3 separate regions of the Rattus norvegicus genome follow, and all the other regions are linked to region 1. A link is a contact called in public Hi-C data. All regions are on one chromosome and are shown on one strand. Each heading gives the region's core, a stretch centred on a gene start, on an enhancer-like site or on the middle of the called end of the contact. The rest is flanking DNA. Distances are from core to core; before and after follow the strand shown.

Region 1 (3,937 bases), core at 898-3,397:
TAATTCAGTTCCTCAAACCATAAAATTATTTCGTTGCCACGTAGTAACTGTAATTTTGCTACTGTTATGAATCTCCCTCAGAAAGAAAGGGTCCTTTGGCTCGCACCCCCCTAGGGTTGCGACCCACAGGTTGAGAACCACCGGTCTAACCAGCCCATGCAAACCATTGATAAAAGCCACAAGTGGTGACAAGTGAAACAGAAAGTTCTTTATACCTTTACGATTCTGGGTCTCTTTAACATACTATGATGACATTAACCCAGATCCCTGTTGTTCCGTACTTTGTTGAGTACAATGTTGCAGTTAATCTCCAAAATATACAGTAAATATTGGGAAAACATCCGTCTACCTTCAGGAAGGCTCACGCGGGGTAATTAAGGTGAAACAGATCAGCAGCGCCTTTTAAGCGGGCCAGTGGCTAAACAATTACTCTCTGTTCGGTTTCTGTTTTGTTCTAAACCTTACTTAGGGTCCCTGCCAACAACCCAGGTTCTGAAATGCTGAGCGAATCCAAGGAGCGCACTAAGAAAATGTGGTTTGTTTTCTTCCTGCACGGAGCAGATATTTCTGCTTATCTCCTTTAGGCACAGACTGCACAAGTGTTGTTAATTTCCCTGAAGTACTTCACAATGTGTGTTGGGGATGCTCTAAGAGTCACAAGGCATCCAGATCCACTGTAGGGGACTGCAGAGGGACGGTAAAGACCCTCTCAGGCGCCACCCCTTAAGCATCTATTTAATAACTCTGACAAGTTTTGGTCACAGGCGACCTTTTATACCTCTTCTGACCAAGTCAATGTAATAGCCTTCCCTTGAGATATCTAGGGTGGCAGTGGCCTTTAGATTGCGCTCCGACGGTGGATTAAAAAGATCTGGTAACAAAAAAACCTTAACTCCCCCCACCCCTTTTTCATTCCATATATAATCGGTAAGCAATGGGGTTCAAAACCTGGGGTAAATTGTTCCTTTCTGACGTCTCTTGGGAAACTAAACTAGCCATCTTTTATCAGGGCAACCCTGAAAACTTCAACAGCTGAAGCCAAATTTATTCAGAGCGGACCTGAATCTTGGCACCGGGTCAGGTTCTGCGTGCTTCGCTGACCTTTAGGAATCCCTCTCAGCCGCTCTGGCTTTCTCTATCGCCGCACGCAATCAGAGCGATCCTAGGCTCGCACAGCGGCTGTCCAACCGCTTCCCTCCGCCCACCTCGCGGACGCCCGGGCGCCCACACCACCCTTTCCCCGACCACCCTCCGCGCAGCCCGGGCCCAGGCGGAGGGGCGCAGGCTCTCGAACCCAGAGCCGGTTCCCGCTTCTCTCGCTAGAGGGCAGACCCGGCCCGCTCAAAGTCCTCGGGCCGCAGGGCACGCGCAGCCCGTAGGGATCCCGCAATCGGAGCCCCACTCCCGGGCTGGGCTCCGCGATTGACGCGGGGACCGAGGGCAGAGCCCGGGAGCGCGGCGCACAGCCGACCCCAAGGGCCCCGGAGGGATGACCAGCAGGCTCGGGGTGCGGGAAGCGCACGGGCACCAGGTGGAGGCAGCCCCCGCACCGCAGCTCGGGGACCGGGTCAGGCGCCAAGAGAGCTGAGCAGGGACGCACGGGACCAGAGTAGGTGCCCGCCTGGGAGCAGCGGAGCGGCTGGCACTCACCTGGGCTCGGGTCGCCCTCGGCGGGCCCGGGCTTCCCGCGGGATCCCCGGTCCTTCTTCTTGCCCTTCCCCTTGCCTCTGCCTTCTTTGCGCTCAGACATCTCGCCGAAGATGAGCGCTCTACGCGGACCCGGTTGGGTGACGGTGACGCGCGACAAGTTTGGTCCAAGGGCTTGCAGAAAAGTTTGTCCCAGGAGGGGAAGAGCCAGTGGCCGGGCTGCTCGGGAGGCGTCGCCTGTCGCCTGCAGGAAGCAGCGTGGACTCGATCACCTGGAGCGTCCGCTCAGTCTGGAGTGGCTCGGAGCTGCTCTAGTGTCCCGGGTCCCTCCGCTGCCGGCTCTGGAGTGGCCTCGCTTCGGTGGCTTGTCTCGCTCTCTTACAGCCCGAAGAGGGAAAGGTGATCACAATCCGGTCTGCGCTCGCATCTCCCGGCAGCTGCGGCCGCTGCGCTGCGCTCGGCTCCTGCTGCCCGCGCGGTCCGGAGTTCCCACAAGTTTTGGGGAAGTCCTAGCCGGCTCTTTTTCAATTGCCCGCAGGTTGGACGCAGGCGCCTCCTTCGCACCCTCCCCTCGCCTCGCCCCCTCCCTCTTCCCCACCACACCCCCACCCCGAGGCGCAGACACGCCACCGGGAGGAGCCTGAGCTGGGCGATCGCGGCTCAGCCCCTTTCTTCTGGCAGCCCGGCCAAGCTGGGGGCGGCCGAGCCCAGCGGCTGCCGGGAACTCCCGACAGGGGTCGCTGGAAGCTGCGCTGACACTGCCACAGCCGCCGCCAGACCGAACGGAGCAGTCTGGAGAGCCCTGGAAGGGACGCTGGTGCTAGCAGTCCCTGGCAGGCTGCTGAGCTGATCCAAGCCTTGAAAAGTGCGTGGTAGGGGAAGTGAAGGGTGGAAGATGGAGAAAAGTTTGTAACTGTAGCACCTGCTCCACAATGATTGCTCTGGAGACCTGGAATCCCAGGGAGGGGGAGGAACAATTGCTATTTCCCAGAAGGGTTCAGAGTTCATTTCTCTCTGTTTTAGGGAAGTTTCTCTCTGGCACTAAGGGCGAAGGTGCAGTCTGGGGTGGAACGGAGTTTGAGGTACTGAGGAAGGGTTCTGTGAACTTCAAGCATGAACAGTTTGCACTGATGTACCATCAGCCACTTGAGCACGTGTCTGCCTTCCTGTGCCTAATAGCATGACTATTGGATTTCCCATCTCCATTTTAAATACTCACTCTAGCTTCTTCCTAAGCACAGATATCTCTTTCTACAACTTAATTTCCAAAAGAACTAATGAGCCATAATTCACCATCGACAGTAACGAGTCTAAGGTGTGTCGGTAGGGTCAGATCCTCGAGTGAGGGAGTGAGTTGGGACCGTAGAACAATGAACTGTGTAGTCCAGATCTTTAGTTCATTAATGCCACACACACACACACACACACCCCTATTAGACTTTCTGAGAACTGCTAGTGAATTCTAGTTTTCCTGTATCCAGGTAGAGAACTCTGAGGAGGAGTCAGAGGCCAGAGTAGTCCGCACCAAGAAGTGATTCACATTGGTCTCCGTGTAGAGACACTGTCATCAACACACACACTTGTGGCCAACTTAGCCTGCTCATTTACAGTGGTATAGAGTTGTGGTTGAGAAACAGCTCACACCAACGATCAATACTCTACAGCTATCCCACTTTCAGGGTGATTTGGCTCCTTCCTTTTGACTTCCTGGAGTTAACACTAACAGACCCATTGCTGTCTACAGCTTTCTCTGTGTTCTCTGGCTGCCATGATCTAAAGAAAGGTGAAATCCAGAGTACACCTTTCACACATGGGTGGGAAGGGAAGTGGGCAAGGTGTTCACTTAAATCGTCTTAAGAATCATTTATATATTACTTTAACGTTCCCAGGACTAAGAATCAAACTCTGTGAGATGGGTGCAATTGTTACGATATCTCTATAGTACTGACATGGTTTTTTATTCTAAACCTTTAGCGTCCAGACCTCTTGGTAGCCTTCCAGCAAATACCACATACCAATCTCCCTGTGCCAAACAAGCAGCAGAACCCCAGGAAAGTTTCTGACTCTAGGAAAAGCACTGCTCAGCTTTTCAGAGTGGAGGGGAAGTGGCCCCAGAGCCGGCCGGAATAACTCCGTTTTCCCAGGAGGGGCCACTGCTCAGCCAGCAAGGGGCAGCAAGCAGCTGAGAGTAGAAACCTTTTCAGTTCACAGGGTTGTTTGTCTGGAGGATGTGAGGCAGTTAGAGAGCTGAGATTTACTAACCCCATGTCGTCAAAACACCAGCATTTTA
Region 2 (3,937 bases), core at 492-2,991, 920 kb before region 1:
GCGCAAGGCCCTGGGTTCGGTCCCCAGCTCCGAAAAAAAAAAAAAAAAAATCTCTGGGCTCAAGTTTGTAAATGTCACATTTCTCTCATTTGAGCGATTGGGGGCGGGGCTCTGAAAGGGGGCAGGGCTTAGGAGGATCCGGAGAAGGCCTTTAGAAACCCTTTGCAGTGATCCCATTAAGACAGCCAGGTTGTGGTGTGGTGTCACCGCCTTTAATCCCAGCTCTCAGGAGGTAGAGGGAGTCAAACCTCTGTGTTTGAGGTTAGCCTGGCTACATAGCTAAACCTTGTCTCAAAAAAAATAAAATAAAATAAAATAAAATAAAATAAAATAAAGTCAAACCAAAACCAAACAAACAAAAAAAATCCAGAAATTTTATTTGTACATGACAAACCCAACCAAATTGACGGACTACAGTGAGCCTTCCATATTGTCAAGTTACACAAATATTAGGGGGGGTTCGACTTGCTGTTAAGGGAGGTACAGCTTATGTGCAAACACCACAGTTGCTGTCCCCAAAGGCCTTCTGGATTTGGAGACTATCTGACCATCCCCAGAGATATGAAGACTGCATTTGTTCCAGCAGCCCTGAGATGCTGGTCGGGATATTTGATACTTTAACGACTGTACTTTGAAATGGCAAAGCATTCACTCGCATGCATTAGCTTACTTAGGGGCCAGAAACTCCGTTCCAGCAGATCAATAGTGGCATAAATACTGTCAAAGGAAGAGCAGGCCATTTTGCTTGCTTATTTGTGGGTCTTCTCACACACGTGGCTGTGGCTCCTTGTACCGGGGTACTTTGAATGATACTCTACACACTTGATAATTCTTTCTTTTAAGTGGAAAGATAAACAAAAGTATACGTAAACAAGCTGCGTTTGGTGGCAGAACCTTTAATCCCAGCACTCTGAAGGCAGAAGAGGGTAGATCTCTTGAGTAGAGATAGCTTTCCGCTCACCAAATACATACTAAACCTATAAAATAAACTATGCAATGTCGTGCAAAATAACTAATGCTACACGGAGAAGTGAGATTTTTTTTTTCTTTCTTCATCCCCTGTTCTTTCAACACAGAAGCAAGACCCCTGCCCCGGGCACTGACAAAATCAGTTTCTGACTTTTAATCACAACCTAGAAGATTGGAATCCTGGCAAGGGATGGCCTTCAGGTTTAGGCCTTACATTCTTGTTTGTAAAAGAAGGCTCTGTCCTGAAGTGAGGTGAGAACAATAGCTCTTTGAAGATCCGAGTTTTGGGTTTCTTCTGCTTTGCCCTCTGGCCTCAGTTCCCTCCTGTCGCGGTGGGTCTGGACCACGCCATGCATAACCAGGTCTAAAGGCAAAGGACCAATGGAACCAACCCCCAGGACAGGCTTCTATAAAGCTATAGAAATTCGAGACAGGCGCGGATGTGTAGGCGGAAAACAAAAGTGGCACTAATCCTCTTGTCCTTCCCCCACCCTAACCCTCCCCGCCCGGGTCCTGGGAGGCGGCGATCTCCACCCTCCTGCGGGCGTGGCCCCTCACACTTCTCTGTAGACTAGGGAGTCCCCTGGTCTGGCTAGAAGGCGGGGTAGGTGTCTACCCAGCAAAAAAGCTCTCGGGTCCTGAGGGTAAACTGGCTTGTAAATAATACTCGGGGGCAGGAGAAAGGATCCCATTGGCCGGAGGGCAGGTGACGAAAAGGGGGCGGGCTCCCGGGAGGGAGCAGTCACTGGGAGGGGGTGTGAGCCGCACAGTGTCAGTTTTCGGAATCCCAGCGCGCACTGCTCGGAGAGGAGGGACCCAAGCCCGGCTTCGTGTCCCGGCTGCTCCTTCTCGGCCGGGCATCCCGGCTCTCTCTGCTGCCCTCCCGGCCCGGGCCCTTCGCGATTCCCCTCGGCAGGGCTTCGCTCCGAAAGACTTTGCTTCCTTCTCTGCCCTCTTTGTTGCTTTGCAAACCGACCTCTCTGCAGCCCTTGACTCCACTCCTCCGGGAGTTGCATCTCCATCCCGGCGGTCTCCGTGCACAGTCCCGCGGATTCCAAAACCTTGCCTCCGTTCGCTCCGAGAAGCCGACCTTCACTTCATTGATGCACCCATTCCAGTGGTGTAACGGTGAGTCCCTGGACCGGTAGGTGAGCGGGGATCGCGCAAGTCTAGTCCTGAGCCAAGTTTTCCCGTGTCTGGGACGGCCCAGAAGATGTCCTGGAGCCCTACGGGGCTCTACACAGAGCTTAGTTAGAAAGGTCCCATTCACAGTGTTGGGATAAAGGGGGATTGGGAAGCGAGTGGATTGGGAAGCCAGGGGCGTGTGAGCCGAGTCTTCCCGGCCTTTGTGTGGCGGTCCGTCTCTTCTACCCTTTCGCCTGCCTTTGTGCGCTCTCAAACTCTGTTCTTTGTTGTGGTGGTTGGAGAATTAAATCCGCGCTCCGGCTAGGATCTCCTAGAGGGAGCTCAAGTTCCGGTTCTGAAACTTTGCAGGCTATTTTAAGTATGTATACAGTGCAGCGTGCGGGACAGGGCGCAAGGTCACTTTCTTTCTCTTTGTTGCTTTCCACTGGCTCCTGGGGGCCAGACGCTGGATTAAAGAGCGTCGCTTGACGGAATAGATAAAGCCTTGCAGAAAGCTGGGCCCCCAGCTCAGGGCTGGCCTGGCAAGGGCTTTGCTTTCTGGCAATGAGGCCAGACTGTAGGGTCTGCTTTCAGCCTAGGTGGTGATGGCACCTCCAAGCACAGCCACCGGCCACCAGCCGCTTCCCACACCCCACCGCGTGATGATGCTAAATTAGTTCATCTGAGGCTTTTGGGCAACTCAGGTGTTAACAGGTTAGAAAGCGGGTCTGGATTATTTCCTGTCTAAGCTACCTGTTGGATCTTTCTGAGCCAGTCACGTAAGCCTTAGTTGTTAATCCCAACCACCCTTACCCCAGGTGTACCCAGAATCCTGAAGAATTGGGCGAGGTGGAAAGCAGATAGTTTTTTGTTGTTGTTGTTTTGGTTTTTTGGCACGGCAGTTTGGTTACTTGTGGAAAATTCATTCTTAAGTAGACTTCTGCAAGGTCTTGGACTAATTATTTCAAGAGTCTTTTGTTTTAAAGCAGGCTTTGGGCCGCATGTGTATGAGTGGCCCCCATCCCCCCTCCTTCCTCCTTTTGCTAGTCGGATCTAATTTCCTGAAAATGAACCAAGCTGTGTGTGATAGGCCGGTAATGGAGAGGAGGGGCGGGAATGGGGGGGTTGAGGCCTGACGGTGTATCCCAGCATCTGGGAAAGATTCCCTTTGGCTGAAAGAAGCAGTTCCCAGATCCGCTGGTCTTGGCCAGCCCCGCTCTGACGTCATTCCAGCGTGCAGCCTGCCAGCTGAGATGAGACATTCTGGTGTCAGGTCGAAGACAATGGACCAGAGATTTAACCAGGGCTAAGCTGTCAGTAACCCCAACCTTTCTAAGCAGCATCCTTTAGAAAGTGTTTTGTCTTGCCCCATCCCGGTGGCGTTGGAACCCAGAGCTTGCTCCTATTAAACATCACTGACCCTCACTACAACCTTTACCTTGCACTTATTAAAGTGATTAGCATATCCCGGCTCTTTTCCAGAGGGGATGTAACCCCATTTTTTTTTTTTTTGCTCCCTTGAAAGACCTCTAGGGTCCCCATATCCTGGGATGAGCATTCTTTGATCTTAAAGTTTTAAGGAAAAACTGTCCAATTCGGACAATAAAATCCTGTAAAGCCCAACATTTATAGAAGTCTAACATGTCACAAGAGAAAACTTTGCTTCATTCAGTAAATATTTAGAATGTGTAAAGTTATCTTCAGGCTTCCTGAATGGGGTGTATATGAAACAGGATGAATTTCATGTTTAGACTTGAGCTGTATCCTGGAGACACATCATGCTATATACAAATATTCTGAAATTAAAAAAGATAATAACATCCAACTCAATTCTGTTCCATTG
Region 3 (3,937 bases), core at 404-2,903, 750 kb before region 1:
CCTTGTCAGAAATTATCCAGCTCCTTGTCAAGAGGAATAAATACCGGAGTTTTTAAAAAAAAAAGGAAAAAGAGTCAGGGGAAGAAAGAGGAAACTTAAGGTTCACAGAGAAACATAATGTTACCTGTGCTAGCAAATGACTGAGGCCAATTAAACCAGCAAATGAGTTATCTTCCAATTTTCTCTTTGTAAAGCAATAATAGCCAAGAGCTAATAGTCACTTAAAGTTATTAGATCGTGGGAAGAGTTATAAAAGAGGGTTTTGATATAAAAAAGGATAGACGCTCATATTAAAAGATGGGATTTTATTATTTTCCATGACGAAGTGAGGCCTAGAAAGGTCCCAAACCCCACTCTTACAGAGCCACAACTTTCTCCTCTCCAAGCACTGGTGTTCTTGGTTTGGGGACCTTTGGACTCAGGCTTGGAATTCCCCGGTCACCCCGACAACCTGCTCTTCTCAGTTCTTGTATAATTCTTGGACCAGGAATTTTATCAGAGCCCTCCTCTTTCTCCAGCTGTAGAGAATAGGCAGAGGGGCGTCTTGAAAACTATAATCACATGAGTCAAATCCCTCAATAAATCTCGTGCAATTCTCTAAGTCTAACTCTATGACTGTCTTCCTCTACAGCTATATCAATATCCGCTATATCTCCTATTGGTTCTTTCCAAAATTCATATTCTTAACCAAGTTTTAAAAACAAATTTCCCAAATAGACTTTACCAAACAGATGTTCCTTGAATTAGACAGTGCTTTCATAATAATATTTGTAAGTTAAAAATGTCTTCTGTCCACCTAGAGTGCTGAATTACATCTCAGTCAAAGAGGACTCTATGAAGTGCTGATGTTTCCCTCAGGATCCTGAACCTCACTGGAGACTGACCTGCTGCTGCCACCAGACCTCACTAGAGAGTCTCAGATTGCATGACCCCAGTGTGGGAAGAGATTAAAATTCAAAATTGGAAGTCCAGTTCCATAAATGTGTAATTACTTTCATAACATCATGAAGTTGAGAATACTGTAAGCTGAGCCATCATACGTCCGGGCCCATCTGTTATAAAAAGATTCTCAAATTTTCCCAAACTCTGGAAGACTAGCAGCATAGGATAGACAAGTATGGACAACCTAGAGAAAGAGTTACAAAAGTCCATTCTAGGGTGATAGAAAGAGTGTTAAGCTGTTGGGGCAGATTGCTCAGTGGAGCTGATATACAGATAGTTCCAGAAAGAAAGGCTTCCTGTCGACCCCCCCCCCACAAAGCCCACACTTCATTTGCAAGAATTCCCCAGACAGGAAATACCATGTTGCAAACTTTGTGCTTTGGAGACAGACTCACAACAGTGTCAAATTTCAATGCTCTGAAGTGCTCAGTGAGCCTTTGGCTTCTGAAGACTGGCTACCGAGTCAAACTACCATACCTGGCTCTCGACATGGGAGGCTTGCCCTCAGCACTGCCACCCTTCACTGCAGACTGTGGTTTGATCCACAAAAATCATCATACAGCCCCAGTCCAGGTTGCACAATCCCACAGTGAGCTGGAGGGCCATTCGTAGGAGGTGGAAAACAAAAAGAAAATGACCCATGGTGATCTGATGTGGACTAGAATCCGTTCTGGCTGTGGCGAGAAGGGCCTTGCTGTAGAACTCTGTTAAACAGTGATCTCATCTCTGGCAGCCTCTGAAGTGACCTTGGAAAAGACTTTTTAGTCTGTGTCAACTTGATCGGAACCTCTAGACGAAACATGCAAGTTCAGCCAAGCCATGTGTTCAATGTTTGTTTGACAGTCTTCATTGCACTGGGAAATCTCAAAGGAGCTCTACCTACTACCCTCCATTGTCTTCTTTTCTGTCATTGGCACAAACATATTGGGGGGGGGGGAGAAACATCTGACAGTGTAAGCACAATATGCTATTATATGGCAGTTTGGGGTTTGAACAGTAGATGACCTGAATGTGATGGGAAGGGCCAGGGACATGTGTCTGCAAGAATTGACAAGTTATTTGAAATATTCTCTTACCCGCTCTGCTTTGCAAGGAAGCGAAGCTTGGGCTCTCTTGAGCTCTGCCCACTGGGATCATTGATTAATTTAAAATAGCCATGGCTTGTTTGCAGCGGTTATGTAGGAGGGTAGCATAGTCTAGGCCAATCTAAAATGAGAATTGCTGGGGGTGAGTAACAGCTACTCTAGTCATCTTGCATGGACCCCCATCATTCAAAGTCTGCTTTGGCAATTATCCAAGAGAGAAAACAGCAGCAAGCTGCTCTTCCCAATGGGGGATTTCACTGTCCATTTGGGTCCCTATGTTTACTGAGTTTTGAAGAAACCATGGCAACCGTAGTCGTCTCTGTGTCCTCTCCCCTAAATGTTTCTGGTTCCATCTGTTAGCTATTCACTGATAAAAATCTATTTTTCTTTCTCCTCTTTTCATTGCAAACAGAAGGAGAGTTATGAGTTACTTTACAAAATTAAAATCCAAATGTACTTGGCTTGGTACATTTTTGAATAGGGGGCCAGAGAGATGGCTCAGCAGGTAAAAGAAACTTGCTGCGGAGTCTGAGGACCTGAGTTCGATCAGCAAATGGTGGAAGAAGAGAATTTATTCCTACACACTGTCCTCTGACAGGCATATCTGTGCTCTGTTATGCGGACGGACACACACACACACACACACACACACACACACACACACACACACACAAATACATGTTATAAATGTTGAAAAATATGTAGCATCTTCATACTTTCTCTTCATTCATTTTTGAGAGATTGTTTTATGTAGCCTGGGCTAACCTTGAACTCACTGTGTAGCAGGAGCTAGCCCTGACCTGCTGCCACTTCTTAATTCTGGGATTACCGGGTGACTATACTTGGCTCCTCTTTCTTAATCTTCACTGACATATGAACACAGTCCCTTGTTTGCCTTGTCAGAGAGTTCTTGTGCAACGTCGAGAGATGTATCATCACAAAGAAGGGACATTCCCATCTCCACACCACATATTTAGTCCCTTGTTTCATCTCCACACAACATATTTAGTCCCTTGTTAGTGCCCTGTGTTTCAAGAAGCATGTGAGAACACAGGATCCTGAAAACGGATATGATCACATTGGGTCATTTCAGATGGACTTAATAGATACAGACAAATCTCACACTTACATTGTCCCACCAGATAATATGCAGGGCCCTTGTTTCAAAGCCAGAAGATGAGTGACTGGCAAGACTGTTGCCCTGGGAATTGCCTGTGGCCATTACAGTCCTTGCACTCCTCTGCCACTAGGGGTTTTTAGAGTAGATGCATTTTTGACACTGATACTTACTTCCCATGAGGTTTCCCTAGTTGTATATATCCGGCTTAGACTCTTCCAAGGTCATGTCCATACAGCTCTGGCTCCTGGCTCAGATGAACTGCCTATCTAATGTTTCCTCCAAATGGGGGCAAACTGTATTCTGCCCACTTCAGTTCTCCTGTCCTAAGCAACCCCCTCCCCACCTCGAATCAAACACCGTTTACTTGATCATGACTGACTGTCCTCTCTGTCCTTTCCTTGACCTTGCACATGAGCATCTTCTCAGTATGTCTCCAGGCTCTGGCACTGCAAAGACATTATGTGTTGTCCGGACTTTCCCTATTGTCTTCAAACCTCTGCGTTTTGTATACACCATTTTTATTTCCTTTGTGGGGATTATTAGCTAAAGCTTGCAAGACTCAGATCTAACTATGTTCTCAGTGAAGTCTGCCCTGATATTCTCAGAAGACGTCAGTTTCTCCCTCCCTACCTCCCCCTCTTGGTGGGATCTCATATAGAGGCAGAGCTTTCTTTCCCTATAGAGCTGAGGCTGACCATAACCTTCTGATCTCCCTGCCCCCACCTCCCTCTGAGTTATAGGACTAAAGGTGCCCAGTTTCTCGTCTTTGCATTACAGATTGTACGTATGT

Evidence for each region. A called contact is a pair of places that touch in the nucleus more often than the background predicts.
Region 2: a contact with region 1 is called in a Hi-C map of mammary epithelial cells, with 4 times the contacts expected there. The contact joins the promoter of Rnf122 here to the promoter of Nrg1 in region 1. A contact is called at or near these places in 3 of 12 Hi-C or Micro-C datasets (the A7r5 cell line, Schwann cells and mammary epithelial cells).
Region 3: a contact with region 1 is called in a Hi-C map of hepatocytes, with 2.6 times the contacts expected there. The contact joins the enhancer-like site here to the promoter of Nrg1 in region 1. A contact is called at or near these places in 8 of 12 Hi-C or Micro-C datasets (the A7r5 cell line, Schwann cells, frontal cortex and 5 more).

The regions. Positions count from the first base shown.
Region 1 is chr16:66,810,852-66,814,788 of GRCr8, reverse strand. Nrg1 (neuregulin 1) reads right to left here and starts at 2,147. Exons shown (of 12, transcript NM_001271129.3): 1 at 1,651-2,147. The coding sequence starts at 1,750.
Region 2 is chr16:67,728,283-67,732,219 of GRCr8, reverse strand. Rnf122 (ring finger protein 122) reads left to right here and starts at 1,741. Exons shown (of 6, transcript NM_001399271.1): 1 at 1,741-2,097. The coding sequence starts at 2,073.
Region 3 is chr16:67,564,302-67,568,238 of GRCr8, reverse strand. No RefSeq gene overlaps it. Among named protein-coding and RNA genes, the nearest start is that of Fut10, 95 kb to the left of the region's middle. Within about 2 kb of position 1,653, at least 5 of the 93 cell types and tissues checked have an H3K27ac peak or open chromatin away from gene starts, as enhancers often do. A contact at or near this core is called in hepatocytes, where this site is marked.